3 separate regions of the Zea mays genome follow, and regions 1 and 2 are each linked to region 3. A link is a contact called in public Hi-C data. All regions are on one chromosome and are shown on one strand. The core of a region is the stretch at or near the end of the contact, and the rest is flanking DNA. Distances in the headings are between cores, read along the strand shown.

What was found. A called contact is a pair of places that touch in the nucleus more often than the background predicts.
Region 1: a contact with region 3 is called in a Hi-C map of leaf, with 6 times the contacts expected there. The contact joins the promoter of LOC103647708 here to the promoter of LOC100240694 in region 3. A contact is called at or near these places in 3 of 25 Hi-C or Micro-C datasets (ear, leaf and tassel) and 1 of 3 datasets of contacts at active chromatin or transcription factors (leaf).
Region 2: a contact with region 3 is called in a Hi-C map of leaf, with 7 times the contacts expected there. The contact joins the promoter of LOC542226 here to the promoter of LOC100240694 in region 3. A contact is called at or near these places in 4 of 25 Hi-C or Micro-C datasets (ear, leaf and tassel).

What each region holds. Positions count from the first base shown.
Region 1 is chr2:209,560,043-209,563,982 of Zm-B73-REFERENCE-NAM-5.0, forward strand. It overlaps LOC103647708 (putative aconitate hydratase, cytoplasmic), which reads left to right and starts at 1,604. Exons shown (of 20, transcript XM_008672222.4): 1 at 1,604-1,986; 2 at 2,390-2,497; 3 at 2,611-2,771; 4 at 2,856-2,948; 5 at 3,063-3,248; 6 at 3,362-3,523; 7 at 3,630-3,774; 8 at 3,853-3,940. The coding sequence starts at 1,749.
Region 2 is chr2:209,614,772-209,618,794 of Zm-B73-REFERENCE-NAM-5.0, forward strand. LOC542226 (calcium-dependent protein kinase) reads right to left here and starts at 2,417. Exons shown (of 9, transcript NM_001111836.1): 1 at 2,085-2,417; 2 at 1,043-1,839; 3 at 1-100. The coding sequence starts at 1,754.
Region 3 is chr2:209,392,101-209,395,762 of Zm-B73-REFERENCE-NAM-5.0, forward strand. LOC100240694 reads right to left here and starts at 1,632. Exons shown (of 6, transcript NM_001144020.2): 1 at 1,528-1,632; 2 at 1,351-1,394; 3 at 355-410; 4 at 222-274; 5 at 1-48. The coding sequence starts at 1,387.

The DNA of each region.
Region 1 (3,940 bases), core at 354-2,853, 170 kb after region 3:
ACTTCTTTCTGATCTAACATGCGGTCCATCGTCGTCGTGCGTCATTAAGTAACGTGGGTCATCACCTTCTAGATGGACTGTGAGAAAACACCCAAGCCCAACACGACACGAAGCCACACGTAGCGCAACACTCACATATAGTACCACCTCACTAGATGAAGGAGGACGAGCGACCGAGTTAGCTATAGAAAGGCCAGGCCTCCTTTTGAACTCATACCTTTCTCGGACTTTTGGCTAATATAAAGTGCAATATCTGAAGCTTAATATTTGGTATGTGGGTCATGTAGCCACTTTAATTTTAAATTTTATTCTTGTAGGGATGGACCATCACACTGGCTTATCATTGGGTCTTCGTTGTCGTACATACGATGCATTGTATCATCTATATTTGTACCACTATATAATCCATCAGTTTAAACTTTGCAGAACCCACCCAACTAATTCACCTCTAGACCCGTAACCTCCACTAAATCCACCAAAAAATTACACCGAGACTTAACACACAATCAAAACCAACGATTTAGATCACTAGATAACCCTCCCTCTTACTCATTAAATTCAATAGACAATATTATTTAGATCACCCGTCACCCTTTCCCTCTTCCTCCCCAGGACTCCACCGTCTTCCCTCTTCCTTAGTGGCGGACAATTTTTTTACCTTAAATCGTGTACTGATCTGTATCGTACCGAACCGAATTTTTGGTTTTTCGGTCCAGTTTCAGTTTTTTATCAAAGAAGTTCGATGTTCATTATCGTAATAGTTTTTCACCGTAATTGAACCGAAATACAAAATAACACCAAACTTTATCAATTATGAAATTTGACTATTTGATTATGTGAACTAAACATGTGATGCAATTAAATTGTTATCCACTTATTTGTATGTGATGTATGATATATCTTTAAATCTTTGTACCTATATATTTTTACTTTGTAAAATTATGTGTAATCTACCATGTAAACTCGTTGTATGTGTTGTCTTTAGTATAAGGTGTTCAATTTTTACCAAAAAATCAAAGTAAAAAACCGAAACATAACTTCTCGGTTTATCATTTTCTAGGAAACCGATCGGTTCCTATTTTTTAGAAAACCAAAGTTTTTTAAAATCGAAAAATTAAACCGAAGTTAAAAAAAGGGTTTTTTAAGCTGGTGCCTCTAGTTTTGCTGGTGTCCTCGGTTTTACCCTTAGTCGTGTTTTTTTGCTCGGTTTTGCTCTTCTACCCTATAGCATTAGAAGGGTAAAACTAAACGAAAAACACAATTAAAGGTAAAAATAAGGATACCAGTAAAACTGAGGACAGCAGTTTAAAAACCTGAATGTCTAGCTCTGCTCTTTTTCGTTGCTCTCTCTCTTCCCTTCTGCGGGATCGTAACGTTAGTATGAGTTATATGCTAATTAAATATAATTAGTGTGACACACATTATAACGTAGAATATATAAAATAGAAATGTCCGTGTGAGAGAAGAAATGTAAATAAAAAAACTAAAAACTGACACTTCACTTACTAGTTTCTTTCTCGTGGTGGCGGCAGGGGTGTCTGACAGTCTGACACGCGCGCCTACGAAGTATCCAGAGGTGCCTCCTACCTGGCTACCTGTCCGCTGCCGGTGGGGCCGCGCACCTTCTCGCGCGCGGACGCGGCTGGCGGTTCGAGTTCCCTCCAAAGCAGCCTTCCTTTCGGCGGGGGCAGCTCGCAGCTCGCTCCCCCTCTTCTTTATCACTCGCCAATCGCCGCAGCGCAGCGAAGATGCACAGAGCGGCCGCCTCACCGCTCCGACACAGCCTCCGCCGCCTCTCCTCCTGCTCCGCGGCTACCCCTCTCGTTTGGGCTGCCCGCTTCTTCGTGCCCTGCTCCGAGAGTCGTCTCCCCGCGTTCACCTCGTCTCGCTTCCTCCGGTCGGCGGCGGCTGCGCCGTGCCGGTGTTGCTCAGGCGCTGCGATCACCGAGCGGCCTGCGTCTGCGTGGCGCGGAGTCGCCACCATGGGTAATGCTCCTCAGTACCCTCTTTTCTTACCAAAAAAAACAGTGTTATTGAACGTTTAAAAGAAGGAATAATTATACCATTAAAATATTGCAACTTTAGATATATACCATGGACTCCACAAGCGCTAGTACCATTTTTAAGAATCGCGAGGTGTACGACGTTGTTCAGCATTCGCAAGGTTTGTATTTCGGGTAGCTCGGAGATTTGAAGTTGCACAGATCCATGCCCTTGCTGTTAATTTGGCGGCCGATCAAGTAGTTCCAAGCAGTCAAATGTCTCTGATCATGTCACTCTTTAATAAATTCTAGATCTTTATGGTTTTGAACTCCTAATGGTCGTTGCTTTGTGGTTTCATTACCACTCTTTAATGGAGTATTGATCTCCGTATGTGTCCTTGCTGCAGCCGATGGTAGTAGCCGCTTCGGGCATGTCCTCACAAGCCTCCCAAAGCCCGGTGGTGGAGAGTACGGGAAGTACTATAGCTTACCAGCCCTGAATGATCGTAGGATAGGTAAGCTCTTCTTATCTGATCAGAAATGTTTGCGATGTTTATAGAAGATCCTGTAGGACATACGTCATACCAAACCTTACAATTTGTAATTCATTTATGCATTCCGTTTTCAGAAAGATTGCCATACTCTATCCGGTATCTACTGGAGTCAGCCATCCGCAACTGTGACGGTTTTCAGATTACAGAGAAGGATGTCGAAAATATCATTGACTGGGAGAATACCGCTCCCAAGCTAGTGGAGATACCCTTCAAGCCTGCCCGTGTGCTTCTGCAGGTGTGGAAATGAACCGACTTCATTCTTCGCTTCATGTGGTGTAAAATAATTATTCATTTTCTCTCTCTCTCTCTCTCTCTGAAGGATTTTACCGGTGTCCCAGCTATCGTTGATCTTGCAAGCATGCGTGATGCTATGGCCCGACTGGGTGATGATCCTGGAAAGATTGATCCCCTGGTAGGCAGCACTCAATACAGTGAGACACATTAGAATCATCATGTAAGGATAGTCATGCCACTGATCATCTTCTAATATTTCTCAACTTCTCGCCTTTTTGCTATTCGCTTGCAGATTCCAGTGGATCTAGTCATTGATCATTCGGTACAAGCTGATGTGGTAAGATCAGAGAATGCCCTCCAAGCTAATATGCAGCGCGAATTCGATAGGAACAAGGAGCGCTTCGCTTTCCTTCGGTGGGGCTCTGTGGCATTCAATAATATGCTTATTGTTCCACCAGGTTCAGGAATTGTTCATCAGGTGCAGTTTGTTTTTTTCTAGGCCGAACAGTTCACATTCCTAAATTTTTGTACACCTTAATTTGCATTATGCTTCTTGAGTTTCATTTGATGCTTTTTAACCCTTTCTTTCAGGTGAATCTTGAATATCTTGGACGAGTTGTTTTCAATACCGATGGCATTTTATATCTTGATAGCGTGCTGGGAACAGATTCTCACACTACTATGATTGATGGAATGGGGGTTGCAGGCTGGGGTGTTGGGGGAATTGAAGCAGAAGCAACAATGCTTGGTCAGGTAATAAAACAGATATCTTCATTCTTTGTACAAATGAACATATTCTATTTGCATGTGAACCTTTATTTTGATTTTTTTCTGATGCAATATTTTTCTTAATGGACAGCCAATGAGCATGGTCTTGCCCAGTGTAGTTGGATTTAAACTGTCAGGGAAATTGCGTGATGGTGTTACTGCAACCGATCTAGTATTGACAGTGACACATATTCTTAGGAAGCATGGTGTTGTTGGCAAATTTGTTGAGTTTTATGGTACAACTTTTCTTTTGCCAATTTTTATATAACTTCATTTTTTTTATATTGTCTCTAATGGGTGGGTTTTGCGTGTAGGCGAGGGAATGAGTGAGTTAGCAGTTGCTAACAGGGCAACAATTGCTAACATGTCACCAGAATACGGTGCAACAATGGGCTTCTTCCC
Region 2 (4,023 bases), core at 1,167-3,666, 220 kb after region 3:
ACACCTGCGCTCCAAACATCTATCTCTTTTCCATAGCTCCGCTTAAGGACTTCAGGCGCAACATAATAAGCACTTCCAACGATGTCCCTGTACATCTTTCCTGTTATGCAGTGCAGAGATAAAAAGATCTCAAATCTGGAAATTTAGGATCGAATCTTATGGTATCAATCACTAACAGTTTCTGACAGCAAGTTCTCTTTGATTAGGAATCATAGAGAAAAAACAAATGCTGGGACGACTGATGAAAATGTATGAGGAAAAAACAGAACAGTTTGCCTCCCTAAAATAAGCAATTGCTATATATTCTGCAATTGTTATTACCATCCACAACAAATTAATATATACCTCAGATATATGAATCGCCACTACAAGGGCAATAAAATGATAAAGCATTTCATATCTTAATGTGATTGTGATCGGGCTTCAAACCAGTCAAACATAAAAAAGCCATTGAGCTATTACTAGTGGTTTCCCACTACTAACTGACATAGAAATAGCTGCTAATAATTAGATCCTTTGGATCCAAACGGGTCCAGCTAGTAGTCTAGCTAATTGTTAGTTGAATAACCAACTATTAACTATGTCACTAGTTTGGCGAATAGTTAGCTAGCTAGTATTAGCTATGAGCTAGTAGCTAGCTAACTATTAGCAGATAATGGATTCAAATAGGGCCTAACTGACATAGAAACAGCTGTACTGTTTTCAGTGCTTTTCCCTCAAACTGAACACGGTATCGATCACCAGTTTTTGGCTGGTTCTCTATGAAGATAGGCAGGAGCAAAAGTTTTTCAAGTTACTAAAATTATTATGGCATGTTATACAGTATACACTTTGCAGGGGGAAATTGCCTGAACATGTCCCAAATGGCTTGGATTAAGAAGCACCATACGTTCCCATTACCCAAAATCAGATTATACATGACATACTAACGTCGTGAATCTGAACAGATCAAAGTTAAAAAAATATGGCTAACAACTGTTATTTATATTATTAAGCTAAAAATGCAATTCCAAATGTCCACAGAGCATAATATTCTCATTACCTTCTTCGATGAAGACGGAAAGCCCAAAATCAGTGGCCTTGAGCATTGCATTCTCCTCCTTGCTCGCAAGCAAGAAGTTCTCCGGTTTCAGGTCACGGTGCATCACACCCATGAAGTGGCAAATGTTGACAACATTCACAACTGCTCTGCAGATTGTAGCAGCTGCACGCTCTGTGTAGTGCCCCTTGGCAATGATGCGATCGAAGAGCTCCCCACCTGCGCAGAGCTCCATCACCACATGGACATTGCTCTTGTCCTCGTATGCTCCCCGGAACTCAACAATGTTTGGCTGTCCAGACAGATGCTGCATGATCTGGATCTCTCTTCGAATGTCCTCCCTGTCTGCCTTGCTGGTAAGCTTGCGCTTGGAGATGGACTTGCAGGCGTACTGCTTACCAGAGGCAACCTCTGTGCAGAGGTATGTCACCCCGAACTGGCCCCGGCCAAGCTCCTTTCCGAGGGAGTAGACAGAGCGCACGTCCTCGTACTGTTTGCCAAGAATCGTGTCCGCCGTGGGCTTCGGTGGCACAGGCACAGGTGGGACTACCGGAGGGTTCGTCGCCGGCGGCGTGTACCTCACCTCGGCCGGCTGCTGAGGAGGGTTGTAACTCGAAGGTGTTTGCGCTGGCTTTGCCTGGTTAGAATAGCCATAACCATTGGTGCCTCCCCGTCCAGAGTCCGGGGCGGGAGCTCTGCTACAACACTGCCCCATTTCTCTAGTCAAATTATTCCTTCCAGCTCTAAGCCTGCAGCCCAACTGATGCGTCGATGAGACAAATCAAGAGCGAGAGCTGAACCTGGAGGGAAAACCCCAAGGAGTACAACGCTTGTGTCAAAACAAAGCAAGCCAAGCAGGAACGTTTATATTGGAATTCACAAGGCCATGATTCAAGACACGGTATTCGACACTGGATCTGCAAGCAAAATTCAGACAACAGGACGAAAGAAACAACTCTAATCCCCAAACAGAGCCACATCATAACATGCCTCGGATCCAGGAAGGAAGAGACGCTGTATAGTGAAAGAAGAATAAGGTTCCAACCTCAGAGCCCGCAAAGGAACCGCCTCTCTATCGATCCAGAACTGAAGAACTCGGAGCTTTCTTTTCAGCAAGAAGCGCCGCGGAAGCTCAGGAATCGGGTGCGAAACAAATCTTGGAGTTGGAGGGAGGACGGAGCAAGAACAGCTCGGCGAGGCCACCGCGGGGAGTGGATTGGAGGTGGTGGCCACCGCAATTGGCGCCCCGCCTCGATCGTGACAGCGACTAATCCACACGGGGTCTGAAACTAAAGATCTCGCGGGCGAATTTTCTCAAAGAAAAAGGGGGAAGAAACGGCGACGGCGCGTTTTTGAGAAAAGCCTCTCAAGCTTTGCTTTGCTGTCAGCTCGTTGTAGTTGCATTGCTTTACCGGAAGGTAAGGCAAATGGAGTGGTAGTTTTGCGAAATAGCCCTCTTATTGTTTTCTATATTAGTTAAGGATCCACGTGTCTGATTACACAATCACAGCTGAGCCCATCTTCAAATTATTTCAATGAACAAAACAAGAATGTGTCATATATCACTGAGCACTTAAAAAGTTGAGCTAAGGAGCCGAGAGATCTTGAGAAGAAAACGACCGTATACGATTGGTTATCGATGATATGTTATTTATTACTAAAAATAGTGTTATTAAATTCTACAATAAATCCAAAAGGCATGAATATGTACATAGAATTGAGAATTAAAAGGAATTCCATTCTATAGGGATTAGATAAGCCTAATGAGTTGGTCTTCAACAATTCGTCGTTCTGTCAATTAATTATGCGACAATGGTGACAATATTAGTAGATTACCACTCGGAACATTTCACAGAAGGGTCGGAGCTATATTCATAGCAGGGGGTGCCTCACCAACAATTTTAAAAAATAGTAACAAGAACTATTTTTCACTATATTGAACCCCACATGTCATAAAACCTTACACCTTGGTTGGATGTTTTATGATTATAAAAATCTAGAAAGTTGTCCGCGCCTATAGAAGGACATACCTTGGTTGTTGCCAAGGCGCGCTCAGGAGACTGACTTCCTCGCCCATAATAGAGGGACCGTTGCTCTAGGGACCCATGACCGAGAGACCTCTCTTAGCCTCAACCGAAGAAGAGCCACAAGCGTGAGTCAGTTTGTACAAACTATCCTCTAAACTAAGTTTTTTAGACCACATACCATGGCATACAAGCATAAACCCTCAATCTCATGTCCTAGGATGTCTGATGGTATAAAACATCGAGGCCTTCTATGCACCAGAGGCTATATAAGCCCCTAGGACCTCTCACGCCCTGAGGTGTTTAGCGGTATAAGTCCTCAGGACCCCTCGCGTATAGAGGCAACTGATGGTGTAAGCTTTCGAGGCCACTCATACCCCAAGGTAGTGTGGAGCATGCTCAGTGTAAAACTGGCCCCAAACACATGCTACGCATGGATGTTCGTGACCCTGGTGGAGGCCTATGCCTTTCGAGGTTTGGAGATCTCCTGGAGGAGTAAAGGAATCTGGCCGACAGCCTAACCCTGTCTTAGGGATGAAAGGGAGTGGCAGGTCCAACATGGGTAGTATGACCTTCGGTCATAGGCCCCACATCTATAATTCCTGAAATTGTCCCATATCGATTTGTTTAAGGAATGGGCTAGATCATCATCTTCTCACTAATCACTATTTTTGTTTGGTTTGTGGAATAGAATAAGTTGATCTATCACCATCTCATTCCTCATAGTTAATTAGTTAGTACTAATATGAGGAATAAAGTTATCTCACTAAATTTGAGGAATGAACTCATGATGCACCACCTTAATTTAGATGGAGTGGTTTCTCAAACCAACACCCTATAAATGACTCACTAACTTATTCAATTTTCTCATAGTTCTCTCGTATTGATTGTCGTTCCCGAATTTTCTAATCCAGGAACGAGTTTCAGCGGTCAAATAAGTTATTGGAAGTATGTAGTAAA
Region 3 (3,662 bases), core at 382-2,881:
ACCACATAGACAAACTGGCCGACAGTGAGATCAGCAGGGACAAGGTACCTGCAGGTGTTAACAAATATGGATCAATGTTAATGAGAATAGTTAAAATCCAAAAGGTGTTATATCATCTGAATATGATCAGCATGCAGATTATTGTTCCACACGAAGAGATTTTAAGCAAACATAGCAAAAACTACCAGAAGAACATAGGAGAAATCTAGATGACAACTTACTTCTTCTTATCAATCTCGGGGACATCAGTTTTGCCAGCTTTCTCAACAATCACCTGAAAACATTTATGACAAAATCAGCAATCAAGCACGCATGCAGAAAAAATGCATGTAAAAATTGCTGAACATGTCTTACAGGAATTCTGTCGGGATACTTATCCCTGATCCTGGCAGATTCGGACTGCCTTTTCTCTGTAATAGTAAATAAGGTTCAAAAGTCTAGTTAAGAGAAGGGGAAGATATTGCACAAAAAAGATGTAAACAATTTGAGGCTGACACACACAGCTACAATCAACTACGTATACAAATAGGAGCAAAGTATCCTATGAATTCTTCCTGGTTAGGAGGTGGAGCCACATGTTGAAACCAGTACATTCAATCCAAGAACCAATGCACGTAAACTAGAATCAAAAGAAAATGCAGACCATATATTATACATAATAATATAAATTAGTCATGTAAATCAAATGCCAAAACATGAAGATGGCACCATCTGCAATCCCATGGAAGTATGAACAAACTAATAGTCCATTAACCAAGTCCTTAATACAACTAAGAACACTATTAATTCTTGCCAAAAAGAATATTGTTCCTAGAAATAACAGATGCACAAGAGCCATACATCACAACAGTACTTTCAAAAACAAAACTAAAGCTACCAGGTTGATCCAAACTACATAGTTTTTGGCACATTAAGAATAGATGGATGGATAACTATGCAAAAGTTCTTTAAAAAGAACAGAGGGAACACTCTGCCCAAAAGTTTAGCAAATTACATGATAAATGATAACACAAACTGAAGTACGCCAGAATTCAAATCATGGTCTGTCCCTAACAGGTCCAGATAGAAACAGGTTTACGAAAGACCAAATTAGCAGACTGTGTCAGAACAGAGCACATAGAAGCAGAGTAACCTAAACCATAGTAGCCGACTAGCCGCATACATAACATCTAAAACCACCAACCATAAAACTTAGGAAAGCAACACAGACAAGAAACAAACCTACCATCAAGTCATCATCAAGTTCAATTCAATATATGAACATTTATACCGATCAACCACAGGCAAGAGGCCTAATTCCGGACCACGAAATTAACAGCAAACGAGACAAGAGAGTAGAAGCAAACCAACCGAGGTCGTGCTCCATTTTGAAAGAGGTCCTGGCCATCGACAACCTGCGCAAGTCAACGACAAAGATGAGATCGATCCAAGGATAGCATCAGAGACAAACTAAACTGTAGTAAAACCCGCCGAATTATCGCGAGCTCCGGCAGCTATTTTTGGGGGAAAATCGGTCGAGAGGATCACCGGACGACGAGGTACGATCAATGGAGCCGATCGGGTCGAGGGGTTGGCGAAATCGACGGGGCAAGCCGATCGGCGGAAGCTGAGCGAAGTCGCGGGTAGGGGTAGGGTTCGGTGGGGATGGCGTGTCGCCCTTATTTATTATGGCCTCTATTGCGAGGCTTTTACTCAAAAGCCCCGGAGCTACGGTTGTATTGCGTAAGCAGCTCCTCTTTTGCAACGCTTCCGCCTCACCACAACATCGCCCCCCTCTCCATGGCATGCGGAGCAGTTGCAGCACTGTACCTAGAGTCCTAGACGCCTCACCATCTGCAAACACGTACGGGTACGGTTGGCGCCTCACGCAGCCACTGTTCGCTGCGCCGGCCGGTCACCGACTGTATGTGCTCATGTGACGCTCAGCAGACGCGCCTCCTCGCTGGCCATGCCCGACGAGCTAGCAGCGCTAGCTGATGCCTTAGCAAAAAACAATGTCCCACGCGTGCGCTTGTGATCGCCCCCATGGAGAGGAATGCAACAAGCGAGAGCTGCTTTCAGGAATATCCACAACATTTCCAACATGCAAAGCACTGAATATAAAGGGAGCCTCTGAACTGGATTTAGAGAGCAACCCCCATCGTCCATCTCAGTAATCTGAATCGTGCGATGTCCTGTACATGTCCAATGGGTCGTGTCGGGCCATATATGGTTTGAACGGTTGCTTCAAGTTCCTTGGTCTCTTTCTCCACAATGTGCTGACTATGCATGTCGACTAACCCCCAATCCTTTATGCAGGACAATACTTCAACCATATCCGGATTAGTCGTTGTCATCGTTCCTCAAGCACCCTACCAGCTAGACTAAAAGTAGACACTTATGATATAGTAGAGGAAGACACGGTTAGAATATCTTTAGCAAGTATAGAAAGCACATGATAGGTCACCTTGTGCCACTGCCACCAATTTAAAAGATGGAAGTCATAGTCAAATTGAGTGACAGTGACACTATCTAAGTACGAATACAACTTAGATATAGCAGCAACAGTAGATGATACATGATTACCTATTGTCCTTCCAGCTTATCCGTAGGAGATGAGTCAATGATATCATCTCCATATATATAATTTCATGCCTCTGTAGCCTTACCTACATTACCTGCTGACATATGATGTTGTGCACTTAAGCGCACATCACCAAACTTCATTTCATATATCTAGAATATCTTAGTTAACTTCATGCGAACAATACTAGGAACCATGGAATAATCAACGTCAGCTAGTCCAGACAATCTCATAAGAAGCTTATTGAACCCCATCATTTTAGCTCTAGGATTCAATACAAAAGCAAATGAATATATAATTGGTAGGTTCCTATAGTATTTTAAAAACTTTGTTTTCATAGGAACAACAATATCTCTTAGTAGTTCATCATTCTCAAAAGCGGTTAGATGCCTAGCAATTTTAAGTATATGATGTAGCATTAAAGGTGAAGTGGGGTAATAAACTTCAGACAAAGCAACAGTTGTATCATAGAATAGCCCAAGAAAGGATTTGATATTTTAGCAACAACCCAATGTCATCAGTTAACAAAAAAGAGCCACCCCCTTAGGTGGATGATTAGTTTGGATGTACACAGAAAAGGTGATTCGATAAGGAACCAAATGATTAAGCATCAAGTAAGTAGAGTTCCACCCAACATCCATGTCTACACCAAATTTGCAAGGAGGAACATCAAGACTCAAACAATAGCTTTTGAAAGTAGCAATACGCTGCTTTGAAGCATTCAAGAAAGTAACAACTGTTCTAAAATCATCAAGATAATGATTTAGACGTTTCAAACCAGATTTAACAATAAGATTAACAATGTGGCAATTACAACGCTGATGCAAGAAAATAGTAGCCAGGTCATCATCATCATCATCAAGAGGTATTAAATGACCAATGTAAGCAGAAAAGATATGTTTTAGGATAGCCAGTGTAGTTTTATTAGATGAGGCATTGTCTAGAACAATAGAAAATATTTTATCAGCAATGTCGTAATCATCCACAACCATGGCAATTCTATCAACAATGTTCCTGCTAGTACTACGTTCTACTTCAATTGGTTTTAAACCAAGCAACCTCTTTTCTAACTCCCCATTAGAATTGACAATATGAGCAA